2 separate regions of the Callithrix jacchus genome follow, and region 2 is linked to region 1. The links are chromatin contacts, called in public Hi-C maps. All regions are on one chromosome and are shown on one strand. The core of a region is the stretch at or near the end of the contact, and the rest is flanking DNA. Distances in the headings are between cores, read along the strand shown. Region 1 has its middle 19 kb from the start of BCL2L14. Region 2 overlaps ETV6 (ETS variant transcription factor 6).

What was found. Hi-C and Micro-C count contacts between places; a contact is called where the count stands out from the background.
Region 2: a contact with region 1 is called in a Hi-C map of skeletal muscle, with 4 times the contacts expected there. The contact joins two enhancer-like sites. A contact is called at or near these places in 2 of 3 Hi-C or Micro-C datasets (both in skeletal muscle).

The regions. Positions count from the first base shown.
Region 1 is chr9:11,253,657-11,260,719 of calJac240_pri, forward strand. No RefSeq gene overlaps it. Among named protein-coding and RNA genes, the nearest start is that of BCL2L14, 19 kb to the left of the region's middle. Within about 2 kb of position 3,900, at least 13 of the 16 cell types and tissues checked have an H3K27ac peak or open chromatin away from gene starts, as enhancers often do. A contact at or near this core is called in skeletal muscle, where this site is marked.
Region 2 is chr9:11,498,073-11,505,135 of calJac240_pri, forward strand. The region is part of intron 4 of ETV6 (ETS variant transcription factor 6); the gene reads right to left. Among named protein-coding and RNA genes, the nearest start is that of ETV6, 150 kb to the right of the region's middle. Within about 2 kb of position 3,964, at least 3 of the 16 cell types and tissues checked have an H3K27ac peak or open chromatin away from gene starts, as enhancers often do. A contact at or near this core is called in skeletal muscle, where this site is marked.

The DNA of each region.
Region 1 (7,063 bases), core at 2,650-5,149:
TGTTTAGTCTACTGTTTAATTAAATATTCTTTTGATCCTAGTTGAATCATATTATAGACAATAAAGGTTAAAAAACCAGAGTTGTTTAGTATTTAACTATTAGAAGTTTCAGAAAGAGAAAAGAGATGATGGGTAGCAGAAAATTATCAACGGAATAGGAGAAGAAAATATCACAGAACTGAGCTTTCATGTCTTGAAATGACACAGGACCCTGAGTATCTTCATCTGTTCCTGCTGCTATAACAAAACACAATGGATAATTCATAAGCAATTGAAATTTATTTTTTACAAATTGGAGGCTGGGAAGTCTCAGGTCACGGTGTCAGCAGATTTGGTGTCTAGTGAAGGTCTGTCCCAAAGATGGTATTTTCTTTTCTTTCTTTCTTTCTTTCTTTTTTTTTTTTGAGACTGAGTCTTGCTCTGTTGCCAGGCTGGAGTACAGGGGTGCAATCTCAGCTCACTGCAACCTCTGCCTTCTGGATTCAAGCGATTCTCCTGCCTCAGCCTCCAGAGTAGCTGGGGCTACGGGCCATGCCACCACACCCAGCTAATTTTTGCATTTTTAATAGAGATAGGGTTTCACAATATTGACCAGGATGGTCTTGATCTCCTGACCTCATGATCCCAAAGTGCTAGGATCACAGGCGAGAGCCACCGAGCCTGGCCACAGATGGTATTTTCTCTGGTGTTCTCACATGGTAGAAAAGGTGGAAGAGCAGAAGGGATAAACACTGCGCCCTCACGTGGCAGAATAGATGAAAGGGCAATGGGCCTAGCTATTTCCTTCCAGCCCTTTTATAAAGGCACTATTCCCATTCACATGAGGGTGGCGGCTTCATGACCTAATCACCTCCCAAATGCACCACCTTCTAATACCATTCCTTTGGGGTTTAAGTTTCAACATAAATTTTCGGAGGCATATACATCCAAATCATGGCACCAGGTCACTAAAAATCACCAGGAAGTAGAATGGAAGTACTTCACACTTTGCTTTCAGATAAACGTCAGAAAACTGGCTTTACAACAATAAAATAATGTATAGTAAAAAGAATTAACACTGCATAGATATTCAAAAGGTTTATCAGTAACTGCTAAACCCCAGATGCTATGTTTAAGAAGATGGAAACTTGGAGGAACAGAGTAGATCCAGGATATTCATTCAACAAAGTACGTTTAGTTTGGATTGCTGGTTCATACCTGGAAATTGCTATAATTTCTTTTTGTTTGTTTTTTTGCCTGTTCTCTGTGAACCTAAAAATCGCTGTGATTTTGTTATATTACTTTGAAAGATTACGTGCTCTGAAATTACACAGACTTGGCTCTGGTCTCAGCTGTAAGGTGCAGACAATTCCTTTAGCTTCTCTGCATCGATTTCCTCATCTGCAGTGCTATTTTACAGCTTATTGTCAGGACTAACTGTGATTCTGTATTTAAAACTTCTGCACTGATCATCAGAGAAATGGCTATTAAACCCACAATGAGATATCACCTCGTACCTCTTGGAATGCTATTATCAAAGAGATGAAAGATAACAAATGCTAGTGAGGATGTGGAGAACAGGGAAGCCTGGGCACTGCTGCTGGGAATGTCAATTAGCACAGCCATTGCGGAAAACAGCATGAGGTTCCTCAAAAAAATTAAATATAGTACTACCATATGATCTAGCAATCCCACTCCTGGGTATATATATCCAAAGGAAATAAAACTGGTATGTGGAAAACTATCTGTACTGCCATGTTCATTGCAGTACTATTCACAATAGCCAAGATTTGAAACCAAGTGTTCATCAGCGGATGGATGGATGAAGACAATGGGGTTGGATAAAGAAAATGTGGATAAAAAAATACACCATGGAATACTATTCAGTCTTTTTAAAATGAGGGCATCCTGTTGCTTGTGACACAGATGAACCTGAAGGATATCATGCTCCGTGAAATAAGTCAGGCACAGAAAGACAAATACCGCATGATCTCACTTACATGTGGAATCTTAAAAAGTTGAACTCATAGAAGTAGAGAGTAGAAAAGGGGTTACCAGGGCTTTCAGGCTTGTTGGGGGGCAGTTGGAGAGATGGTCAAAGAATATAAAATTTCAGACAAGAGGCATATATGTTCAAGAGATCTATTATACAACATGATAATTATAGTTAATAACATATTTTTAAAAATTGCTAAGAGAGTAGATTTTAAGTTACCCCCAAAATGATAACTTTGTGAGCACATGGATATGTAATTAGCTTTATTTTATTTTAATTTTTTGAGACAGAGTTTTGCTCTTGTTGCCCAGGCTGGAGTGCAATGGCACGATCTCGGCTCACTGCAACCTCCTCCTCCCAGGTTCAAGTGATTCTCTTGCCTTAGCCTCCTGAGTAGCTGGGATTACAGGCATGCACCACCATGCCTGGCTAATTTTGTATTATTGTAGAGATGGGGTTTCCCCATGCTGGTCAGGCTGGTATCGAACTCCTGACCTCAGGTGATCCACCCACCTTGACCTCCCAAAGTGCTGGGATCACAGGTGTGAGCCACCGCATCCTGCCTGTAATTAGTTTTATTTAACCATTTCACGATGTATACGTATTCCAAAACATGTTGCCCGTGACAAATATACATAATAAAACCAAAAAGATCCTGGCACGGAGCTGGCATTTCTGAAGTGTTAATTCCTTGTAATGCCATTTCTCAAATTGAGATTCTACCTGCGTATACATACCACAGCCTTCCATCTTTACTCTGTTTTAGTTCATGAGAGTTAGAGTTACCCTCAAGATTTCCTAGTTTGTTGGTTCCCAAACTGGGATTCCCCAGCTCTCAGGGCCTGAGAAAATTGTAACCAGGGTCTGTGGGTTAGTTTCAACATGCTGAAATCCTAACAAAAATCATTCATGGGTGGGAGACCAGGTTAAGAAGGGATAAGTGTTTTCGTTTTTCTCTGTGATGTGGACTCACTGTGGTAACTCTGGTTGCATCATGATCATCAGAAGGCCTGCCTGACATTTATACCTGATTTCTGAAGACAGAAGGCTTATTAGTTCCTATTTTAGAGATCCATTTTGGTAGGCAACATCTTTCAAATACATGGAATTTATGGGAAAAAGTAGCAAAGAAGTTCACGAGTCTGGGGCACTGAGATCCACAAAGTTTAAGTAACTTTTCAAGGTCACACAGCAGGTGGGTAGCAGTGCCAGGACCAGGACTGATTTCTCCTGACGCCTCACAGCCTCCATGCCGTCTAGACCACATTCGTTCCCACCTGGGTCCTTCATGTCCAAGGTGAGATTAAATATCACCTTGGAAACTGGCTTTTAGCCAGGATGTTGTAGTGTCGAGGGCAAGGGAAGTCTCCTCTACACTAGGACCCCAGGAATCTTGGTGAGGGAAAAGGTATTTCCAACCATTTGTTACATGAGCTCAGCCAGATGTTTTTCTTTTGCTTCCTTTCTCAATTGGGGAAATGTGTGCTTTAGAAGATTTTAAATGCTTGGTTTCTTAAGAGAAAAAGAAAACTGTTGCTTGTTCATATTATTTGTGTTTTTCTCCATGCAAAGACAGGAGGTTTTCAGCCAAGACAAATCAGAGTGGCTGACATTCCCACGGGAAAGTGGGCGGGGCATGAGAACAGGGTATGTACCTGTCTGGAAGCTGGAGCCTTTGATGAACTTCCACAAGAGCCCCGGAAGGAAGCTGTTTTGATAAGCTGTGGTCACCAGGTGGCGCTGCATACACGCGGTCAAGTCCAGCAGTTTTTCAGACCTGCAGGATTTTTCCAGATTTACTGAAGCAGGAAAAAACAAGAAAAACAAAACGGGTCTAGTAGTTCAGCTCAGAATAGTTGAGTTGGAAGGAGGTGGGACCACCCCCCGCCCCCTGACAGCTTGCCCTCTTCAATCGTGTAGCAGAGAATGCACTTGGTGCTCGTTGGATTCACTGAGTGAGCGGAGAGCTGCCTGGCTTCTCACCGGAGTGTGGAATCAGGACGTGGCTGGTTCCAGCTGCAAGAAAGTCCCGGTTATTCTGCGAGGGCAAAAGCGCTCCAGCGTTAGGGCTCCAGCAGAGGCGATCAGTAGGGCGGCACCAGTCCTTTGCTTGGGACCAGTCTGACCTTAAAGGGAAAGGCAATTTCCCTTTCTATACGGCGAACTCATTTCCTTTGTTGCTTTCCTTTTCATTTTCCTCCCGGGGACCGTTAATTCCGGCCAGGTTGGGACCTGAGAGGAGGGGATGAATGAGGTGGGAACCAGCAGTGCCCTTTCTTCCTTCTTGCTCTGCCCCCAGGTAACACCCTCCAGCACCCAAACCTACCCCCGTCCTCCAAAGGAAAAATGCACATGCTATCCATGTCTGTCCACGTGCTGGATTTCCTGGCCAGTTCTGATTTGAAATATCTTGAAAGTTTGCTTTCCAGGGGCCACTTTGTGTTAAAAGAGGATTAAAAAATAAAACGAATTCCCAATATCTCCAATCTGAAGTCTTTTCTTGGTATCATAAAAAAGAACTGAGCTATCAGCCCTCTGGTACCTTCGATTCCAGCCTAAAGGCCACTGTCTGGTGGTCACCAACGTGCTGGCCAACGTGGGGACACCAGGCCAACTCCCATGGGCTCTCCGTGATGAAGCGGTGACTCCAGCAGATACCAGTAGCACCCGCACAGCCGGAGCCACACCCAGGCACTTGCTTTGCTGCCGTTTGGGAGGGATCAGTGCTCCAGAGCAGTGGCTTCCAAACCGTAGCATGCCTCGCTTGCTGGGCTCCACTCCCAGAGTTTCTGGGTGAGTGGGTCCTGGGTGCAGCTGGGAAATTTGCATTTTTAACAATTTCCCCCTGAGGCTGATGCTACAGTCTGGGGACCACACTTTGAGAACTACCATTTTCAGAGCAAAATGCTGGGGGTGGTGGTGGGGGGAAGGAGCGGCAGGAAACAGCTGAAGGCTGTGGCGTGCCAGGTGTGCGTGCCAGGTGTGCGTGCCAGGATTGCAGGGTCACCAGCAGGGCCAGTCCTCCGGGGCTGCTGGAAATCCTTATCCCTCCTTTAGAGACTAGTGGTTCTGAAACCTGGCAGCACAGTGTAATCACTTTGGGAGCTTAAAAAAAATTACTGATGACTGGCTCCTAGCCCCAGACGTCCTGATTTAAGTGGTTCAGAATGTGGTTTGGGCCCTGGAAGCTTTAAAAGCTCCCTAGGTGTTTCTGATGAGTAGCCCAGGTTGAAAAATCATGGTGCTAGGTCCACGTGTTACCACATTCTTCTGTCTAGTCCCCAGTGCGTGTGAGTTCTCGTTACCCACTCGCAAACCCTTCCAGCTGTGTCTCATGCCCCTGCCTTAGGCTGAAGAACACTTGCACCTGTCTCTGAGTACTGAACTCCTATTTATCCTTCAAGAGCCAGGTCAAATATTTCTTCCAAGGTGAAGACGTTTCTGGCTTTTCTAACAGTTCACCTCCTAAAGCACTTTAGATACACTAGAATTATGACCTTCATCTTTCCCTTCATTGTAATTACTGTCACGTGCTGAATAAGGATGTTCTAGTCGAAAACCGATTATGTATGAAGGTGGTCCCCTAAGATTATAATGGTGCTGAAAAATTCCTATCATCTAGTGACACTGCAGCCATTGTAATGTTGTAGCTCAGTTACTTTATTTTAAAAATAAACTTAATAGGCTGGGGGCAGTGGCTCATGTAATCGTCACTTTGGGAGGCCGAGGTGGGCGGATCACCTGAGGTCAGGAGTTCAAGACTCAGCCTGGCTAACATGGCGAAACCCCGTCTCTACTAAAAATAAAAAAAATTAGCCGGGCGGGCGTGGTGGCAGGTGCCTGTAATCCCAGCTACTCAGGAGGCTGAGGTAGAAGAATTGCTTGAACCTGGGAGGCAGAGGCTGCAGTGAGCCGAGATCACGTCATTGCACTCCAGCCTAGGCAATAAGAGCGAAACTCCGTCTCAGAAAAAAACAAAAAACAAACAAAAAAACAAACTTAGTGTAGCCTAAGTGTACTGTGTTTATGAAGTTGACGGTCACATCCTCGGCCTTCACATTCACTCACTCCTAGAAGCGAAGTCGAGTGAGCCGTGCACACTGTCCCTCTCACCGAGAGCCACTCCAGTCCTGCAGCAGCCATTTTGGTAAGTGCCCTATTCGGATGGACCATTTTTAATCTTTTATACTGTATTGGTACTGTACCTTTTTCATGTTTTATTTACGTACACAGCTACTCACCATCGTGTTACAAGTGCCTGTGATATTTTCAGTGCAGTTACCTGCTGTACAGGTTTGTAGCCCAGAGCAATAGGCTTTACACTGTAGCTTGTTTGTGTTGGAGGGCGTAGGCGGTACCGTCTAGGTTTCTGTGAGTGCACTCCATCACGTCCACACAGCAAAACTGCCTAATGATGCATTGCTCGCAGTGTGTCCCTGTCGTAAAGCCCTGACTGTGTCTGTGTTCCTATCTTCCCTCCCCACTTGACGCTTAGTAGAACTTCGGGATTGAATGAATCTCATAGTTGGAGATAATGTTAAAAATGCACAGGTTCTGTTTTTTGTTTGTTTGATTTTGGAGACGGGGTCCCGCTTTGTAGCCCAGGCTGGAGTGCAGTGGTGCAATCATGGCTCACTGCAGCCTTGACCTCCTAGACCGAAGCGATCCTCCCACCTCAGCCACCTTAGTAGCTGGGACCACGGCAGGTGTGCACCACCACGCCTGGCTAATTTTTGTGTTTTTTGTAGAGATGGGCCTTCACTATGTTGCCCAGGCTGGTCTTGAACTCCTGGGCTCAAGCAATCTGCCTGCCTTGGCCTCCCAAAGTGTTGTACTTATAGGCACAAGCCACTATGCTTGGCCATTGCACAAGTTCTGGATAAGGAAGTTTATTAATATCAGCCCTGTGCAATCAACTTAGTGCCTCCAGTGGGGTCAGACTCGGGTAGGTGCTTGAGAAGCGAAGTCGAGTGAGCCGTGCACACTGCCCCTGAGGAATGAATTCCTCTGGAGGCTGAGCTCTCTGAGGCTCCTGTGCTTTCATCATGAAGTTTAGCTTGGGAACTGCTTTCAGAGATATCAACCTGG
Region 2 (7,063 bases), core at 2,714-5,213, 240 kb after region 1:
ATCTGTGCATACCATTAGTCCTATTTATTTTACTTGGGTTATAGCTGTAGTGAGATGCTTGCTGTCTGCCTCTATGGCCCAGAACCTTTCCAGCTAGGCTTACTTAATACTCCCCCCACTTTGAACTTCAGCTCCACTCAGACTCCGGGCCTAGTCCTACCCTTTCTCGAGAGGAAGCTTGGGACCAGTGGTTCAGGCAATCAGTATTGAGTCACTCCAGCTGGCTTTACTGTGCCCTTGTCTGCCACCTAAAAACAAGGCTTCACTGCAATGGGATGGCCATCTTGCTTCCTACCCAGCTCTGTCTTCCAGTCCTTCTCAATAACAGAAGTCCTATGACCGAATCCCAGTCTCTGTGGCTGGATTTCTGCTTTCTGAGCTCTTGTTTCTAAGGTTAATGCTGGATGCCAGCTCTCAACTGCCAACAGCCTGCCACCTTACCACACTCACCAACGACTGGCAGCCCTGGCCCTCCTCCCACTATCTGGTACTGAAACTTCCCTATGACCCTGACTCTGTGGGTACAGCTGAATTTCTTAAAGAGAGTAACTTGTCATTTCTGTGTTTCCAGTGCTGGGACTACTGCTAGGCACATTGTCTGAATAAAAATAATGGCGTCTCGAGACCATCCTGGTCAACATGGTGAAATTCCGTCTCTACTAATAATACAAAAAATTAGCTGGGCGTGGTGGCGCGTGCCTGTAATCCCAGCTACTCAGGAGACTGAGGCAGGAGAATTGCCTGAACCCAGGAGGCGGAGGTTGCAGTGAGCCGAGATCGCGCCATTGCACTCCAGCCTGGGCAACAAGAGCAAAACTCCGTCTCAAAAAAAAAAAAATGGCGTCTGAAAGAGTAAATGTTCTCTGAAAAACGGACAGGCATGATTAGATTTGTTAGGGACATCATAGTAAAGGACCAACAAATTATTTCTGGGTTCTTTAGAGGAGAAAAAGAATCTTTCATTGAAGAAAGGACATCTAAATCCTCTCAACAAGAAGCAGGTAAAGTTCTACTTTAAGAAATTTTCTCAGGCCAGTCATGGTGGCTCATAGTGAGACCTTGTGTCTACAAAAATTTTTTAAATTAGGTGAGCATGGTGAGGCACGCTTGTGGTCCCAGATGCTTAGGAAGCTGAGGCAGAAGGATTGCTTAAGCCCGGGATGTGGAGGTTACAGTGAGCCTTGTTCATGCCACTGCACTCCAGCCTGGGTGACAGGCTTGTCTCAAAAAAACCAAAAAACAAAAAAAAAAAAAAGAAAAAAAAGAGAAATGATCCCTTAGTGCTATTCAAGATCTTAAGAGAAAGAGACAGGGAAAGTTTATAGAGAAGAAACTTGTCAATGCATAGCCTTGGTGTCGTTGATGGTCCCCACACATGGACAGTGCACAGTGGGAGCTCTGGTTTCAATGGTAATGATGTAGAAAAGTAAGAGCCACCTTTAGGATGGCCAGTGCCTTTAATGCCCCTAAAAACTTGGGGGGGCTGGCTGGTGGTTTTCACTGTTTTTTTTTTTTTTTTTTTTTTTTTGAGACAGAGTCTTGCTCTGTCACCAGGCACCCAAGCTGGAGTGCCATGGTGTGATCTCGGCTCACTGCAACCTCCGCCTCCCGGATTCAAGCAATTCTCCTGCCTCAGCCTCCCGAGTCGCTGGGACTACAGGCGCACACCACCATGCCCAGCTAATTTTTGTATTTTTTTTTTTTTTTTTTTAGTAGAGACAGGGTTTCACCATGTTGGCCAGGATGGTCTCGATCTCTTGACCTCATGATCCGCCCGCCTTGGCCTCCCAAAGTGCTGCGATTACAGGCATGAGCCACTGTGCCCGGCCTCACTGTTTTATTTGTATCTCACCGAGTTGAGAGTCAGAAGGTCTGAGTGCCAACACTCACTCTGCCATTGACAAGTTTGATGACCCTGGACAAGTGATCTGTGTCCCCTCATCTGTTATGGGCTGTTGGAATGATAAATGTCATGAGGCTGCCATATTACAGAGTGAATATGAATATGGCACATAACAGGTAAATATGAATCTTGGCCAAGAACCAGATGATTAATGCAGTGTTTTTTTTTTCTTTCCTTCAAGGAAAGGAAGAGCCTGTAACTCTTCTTGTCTCAAATGCATCATAACTAGTCCTTTTCACTTAAGACTCACTCACAATGTACTTTCCTGCTTGACTGGACAGTGGCTGAACTGGAGGCTGACGTGTCTGTATTTTATCTATGTGAAGTGAATGCTTCATTCAGAGGCAAACGGAAAAATTTAAAGAATGTGGCCAAGGCAATCTGAGCTTCATCAGTGAGGGAATGGATTTGCTGTGACCACTCAGATCAAATTCACGATGTTACTTTGCTAGGCTTCTTGAAGCTGAGCTAACAGATAAGGGTAGCAGCCTCCTCCCCTCTTGGCCAACATTCACTGAGTCCTCACTGTGTGCCAGACACAGTGTTCTACATTTATATTTTCACTTATTTTTTAGAACAACCCTATGAAGTGGACACTATTATTAACCCCATGCTATCTAGGTCTTTGGAGAGGTCAGGCAACCTTCCAAGTTGCTCAGAAGTGGGAAGGAGTAGAGCCAGAATTGGAATGTTATTACCCACTGTACAGTACTGTCTTTTTATATACCACGGAAACTGCACCTTGTTCTCTGGAATATGAGTGGGTTTGGCCCGTGCCATCCATGGGTGGAGATGCGGTGATGAAATCAATGTGGACAGACGCCCTGAAGGGCACACCAGTAAGTGACAAGGTGAACTTCCAAGGGCTACATGAATGGTTTTTAGGAAATCAATCATTAAAATGTGAATCTGTCACGGTTCCAATGGTGACTGAAATCATTCACTTTGGCTCTACTGACCTGATTTCCTTGGAAGGTGCCCCTCCTCTGTGCATCATCCCCAAGGCCAGAGCGGCTGGTGCTCTTTGTTAACTGGGCACCAGTTTCAAGGACGAGGAATCAGAAGCAGAAAGTTTGTGAGATGGACAATGCTGGGCTCTCCGGCCACCAGTGGACCCACAGAGCCCCGAGCTCTTCAACTTCAGGGCTTTCCCTAACTGATCCGAAGTTTAATGTTTTAAATATATTCTGCTTTAACCACGCCACAGTTCCTGCTTTATTTCTATAAATATTATACACTGAGGTTCCATCTGAAGGAAGCAATCTTAGAGATTAAAAGGAAGGCACAGATCCAGCTTACATCCCATGAAACAACTAAACGCAAATACGCACATACAGCTCCTAGTCTTAGACTATCCCTGAACACAGACTTTAAAAACTGATTAGGTGAGTATCATAATATTTATGCCACTTGCTAACGGAATGCCATGGACAGCAGAGAAAGGTTGTTATTGTCAGTTCAACAGTCACAAAACAAGACATATAAGTTGAATTATTAAGTTTTGTGGGCAGTTACAATGAAAGTAACTTCTTTCTTTGAATTATTTACCACCAAATGACAAAGAGAAGACAAATGTATGCCTCAGTGGCAAATCTCATTGATGTCTTCATGGAATGATAACTAGAGATAATTTATTTCTGGGAACCACTAAGTAAAATAATGGTTTTCTCCTGCCAAAATCCAGACTTTTACTGATCCCCACAAATCTGAAATGACTGGTTTATCTTGCATAGCCATAAAAAAATGGGCACTGATAGAGCATAAAAGGAAAATACCTCAAGAGAGTAAAAAAAAAAACCTCAGGTGCAATGAAACCCATAGGTTTGAGAGTCAGGTGTCTTGCATCAAGCTGACCTCTCTGCTCACTGAGTATCTCTCCCTCGATTCCACAGCTAGCACCACGAGGCTATTTTTAATCCCCAGGCTTTAGACAGCTGAGTCTAGTTAGAATAAGATATCTGAGGACGGAGGCAGCAGAGAGGCGCCAAACGCCTGGAGCGCGCACTAGAAAACCTGCTTGTGCCCAAGCAGCTGAACTGAGAAAGAACACAGCCCTGAGATCACGGACCAGAATGGTCAAAATAGCCCCCAGGTAAGGGTCAGGCAGAGGTCAGTTTCATAGGAAGCATCTTCCCTGTCTTTGAGCTTTGCCAATGTCCAGTTCCAAGAGCTATTTTAAGTGCACTCTTAAAGCTGCTTCTATCCTCACGCCCACACTAAGGTCCAGGATGGAGAGAGAGAGGCTGATTGATTGACTGGGCTTTACTGCTCCTTCCCTGACTTCCGTGGGTTCTCATTGTGCATCTAAGAAAGCAGGATTCAGCGGGCGTCAGTGCTGTGGGCTATATTTATACCCATCCAGCTGCCCGGTTGCTGAGCTTTTCACATTTACAAACAGCAGGAGTACAAGATGCCTTTCAGAGGGGCCATTTTCTCATGGTATTTATTCTAGATTTCTCTGGGATGATCTCAGCATTCATATCTTTTTGATGAAGAAAAAAGAAAAAGGGGGAGGAAAATAAACAGTAAGTGGACACAGTTCTCTGCTGCTGAGGCAAGAGTATTCTCTTCTATGCACAAAAGGAGAACTCTGCCTTTCTGGCTTGCTCTGCCACGAACTCAGGTTTATGCCTGGGAAATACATATAAGAGTCACACGGTGCTTCACAAGGTAACTGGAGTGGAGGCACATACTCATCCTTGATCTTTTTTTCCTGCCTCCTGAGTGGCAAGACAGAGCAAAGTTAATATAATAAGGGAAGGGAGGCATTCTACCAGCTGTAGAGTCCTACCTGGGAATCCTAGCTGACAGTGGTAGCCACTGTTCATCTGTGTGACCTTGATTAATTTACTAGGGTTCTCTGTACCTCATCTCTCCTAGTGGTCCCCCCAAAGAAAGTCACCAGTGGTTCTGAATGAGATGCTGTGTGGAAGGAAGAGCACAGCTTTTTGTTCCTAACTCAAACACCTCTATAACCCTGTCTAGTCTAGGACATAAAGTCCTATGAGACAGGCACCTGTGGTAAGCAACACAGCCATAGAGCAACGTGGTTAAGTGAACAGGGGAGCTCCACCACTTACGGGCAAGTGTGCGGCTTGTGCCTCAGTTTCCTCATCTTAAATTGCAGGTAATAATAGAAACTTCTCAAAGGGCCGTTTTGAGGATAAAATGAGTCAGCAGACGCAAAATGCTTAGGACAGTATCCGCCACAGTTAGCGTCAGGCAAGCTTTAGCTATTATTACAGTGCCAGCTGAAAGCGCTGCTATCAGTCACCATTGTTCCAACACTGAAGTATGGAGAGAATATGAAGGTAAGGTGGGGTGTTTTTAAATTAAAGAACTATTCCTTAAAAGCAGGCATTAAAGTTTTAAGTATTAGTGGGTGTGAATTTTAGTCCTCCTTCAATTTTGCATCTCCCAACCCTCCCTTAGCTCCTAAAATTTCTGTTAAATTATTTTTCCAACACTGTCCCAGTTAAACAAAAGGTTCCTATTAATGAAGTAAGTCACTCAAATAAAATAACCATTAGAACCTGAGTCACTTACATGGAAATAAAACTTAATTCTTTTTCTTCCCTCCTTTTTCTCCCCATTAGCTCAGCTGCAAGAAAGAAATGTTTGGCTTTCCATAAGTAGATGAATGAAAATTGAACCCCATTAGCAGATGGGACCCGACTCTGAATAAGGATTCATTTTTATTTTATTTTATTTTTGAGACCGAGTTTCGCTCTTGTTACCCAGGCTGGAGTGCAATGGCGCCATCTCGGCTCACCGCAACCTCCGCCTCCTGGGTTCCGGCAATTCTCCTGCCTCGGCCTCCTGAGTAGCTGGGATTACAGGCACGCGCCACCATGCCCAGCTATTTTTTTGTATTTTTAGTAGAGACGGGGTTTCACCATGTTGACCAGAATAGTCTCGATCTCTTGACCTCGTGATCCACCTGCCTTGGCCTCCCAAAGTGCTGGGATTACAGGCTTGAGCCACCGCACCCGGCCTGGGATTCATTTTTAAACGTATTCCATCTCAGAGTTGTGTGGGTCCTGTTCAGGATTTTGTCTAACTTCTTAGCTGACTTTGACTAACCTTTCGGTGTCTGTCATTGGGAGAGCAAGAACAAAATGCACATCCACACCGGCCTCTTCTGCTAATCCTCCTATCCGGGTAAAATCTGATTGAAACAAAGGGGGAAAACATCACAAAGAAAGGGGGCAACAGACTGCCTGGGGTTCCGTACAGAAGGAGGGCCCGGCCTAGTGCCTTGGTTTCCAGGTGTTACACATTTATACTATACATGCATAGTGATGTATCAATTTGCTGTGGATATAGACTTTGCTTTTAGCCTCAGCTCTCAGAGCTGGTTTGCTGCTTCATCTTGCTGCCTTCCTAAATGGCCATGCACATGTTAAATTCCATCAGTGATGTGCACGACCCTCCCAATATGGTTCTTGAAATGTCTCACCTCTCCAGAAAATGGAAGCTCTGTTTTGTTACAGCCTGTACACACCCTGAATATTAGTAGCCCCGAGGTGGGAAATGAAATCTTTTTTTTAAATGATCACCAGGTGAATCTGTTGTGCAGCTGGGTTTTGAGAAACATTAGATATAACTCTTGGAAGATTTAGAAGTATTATTAAAAACACAGCATATAACAGTAACAGCAACAACGAACACTTACATAGTAGTATGTGTCAGTCACGTAGCTATGAGCCTGACAGGTGTTAACTAGGTTATTATAAATTCACATATTGATGTCTTTACTGAATTAAAGGAGTCAGTGTACAAACAATAATATAACCAACTAGACTCTATACAGATTCTTCCATGGAATTCTTGCAACAAAGGAGATGCAGCAATTTGTTTTCGTCAATTGGACATAGGAATACAAAATTACAACTACTTGTCCCTTACAGGAATCTTTATGGGCCACACGTGTGACTCACGCTGTACTGGTCTAAGGGTAAAAAGATTATCAATAGTAATAACAATTTCAGCGGACAAAGAGCTTTCCTCCTGAGAAGCTCTAGTTTGACACACACCAGAACACGTATTTTGGACAACATCCCTACGGCAGGAAGACTGTCAAAATTCATCAGAGGAGGAAGTTAATTTTAGCTCTGCTTTCATTCCCCCAAATCCTGTAAAATAACAGTAAAGAGACTT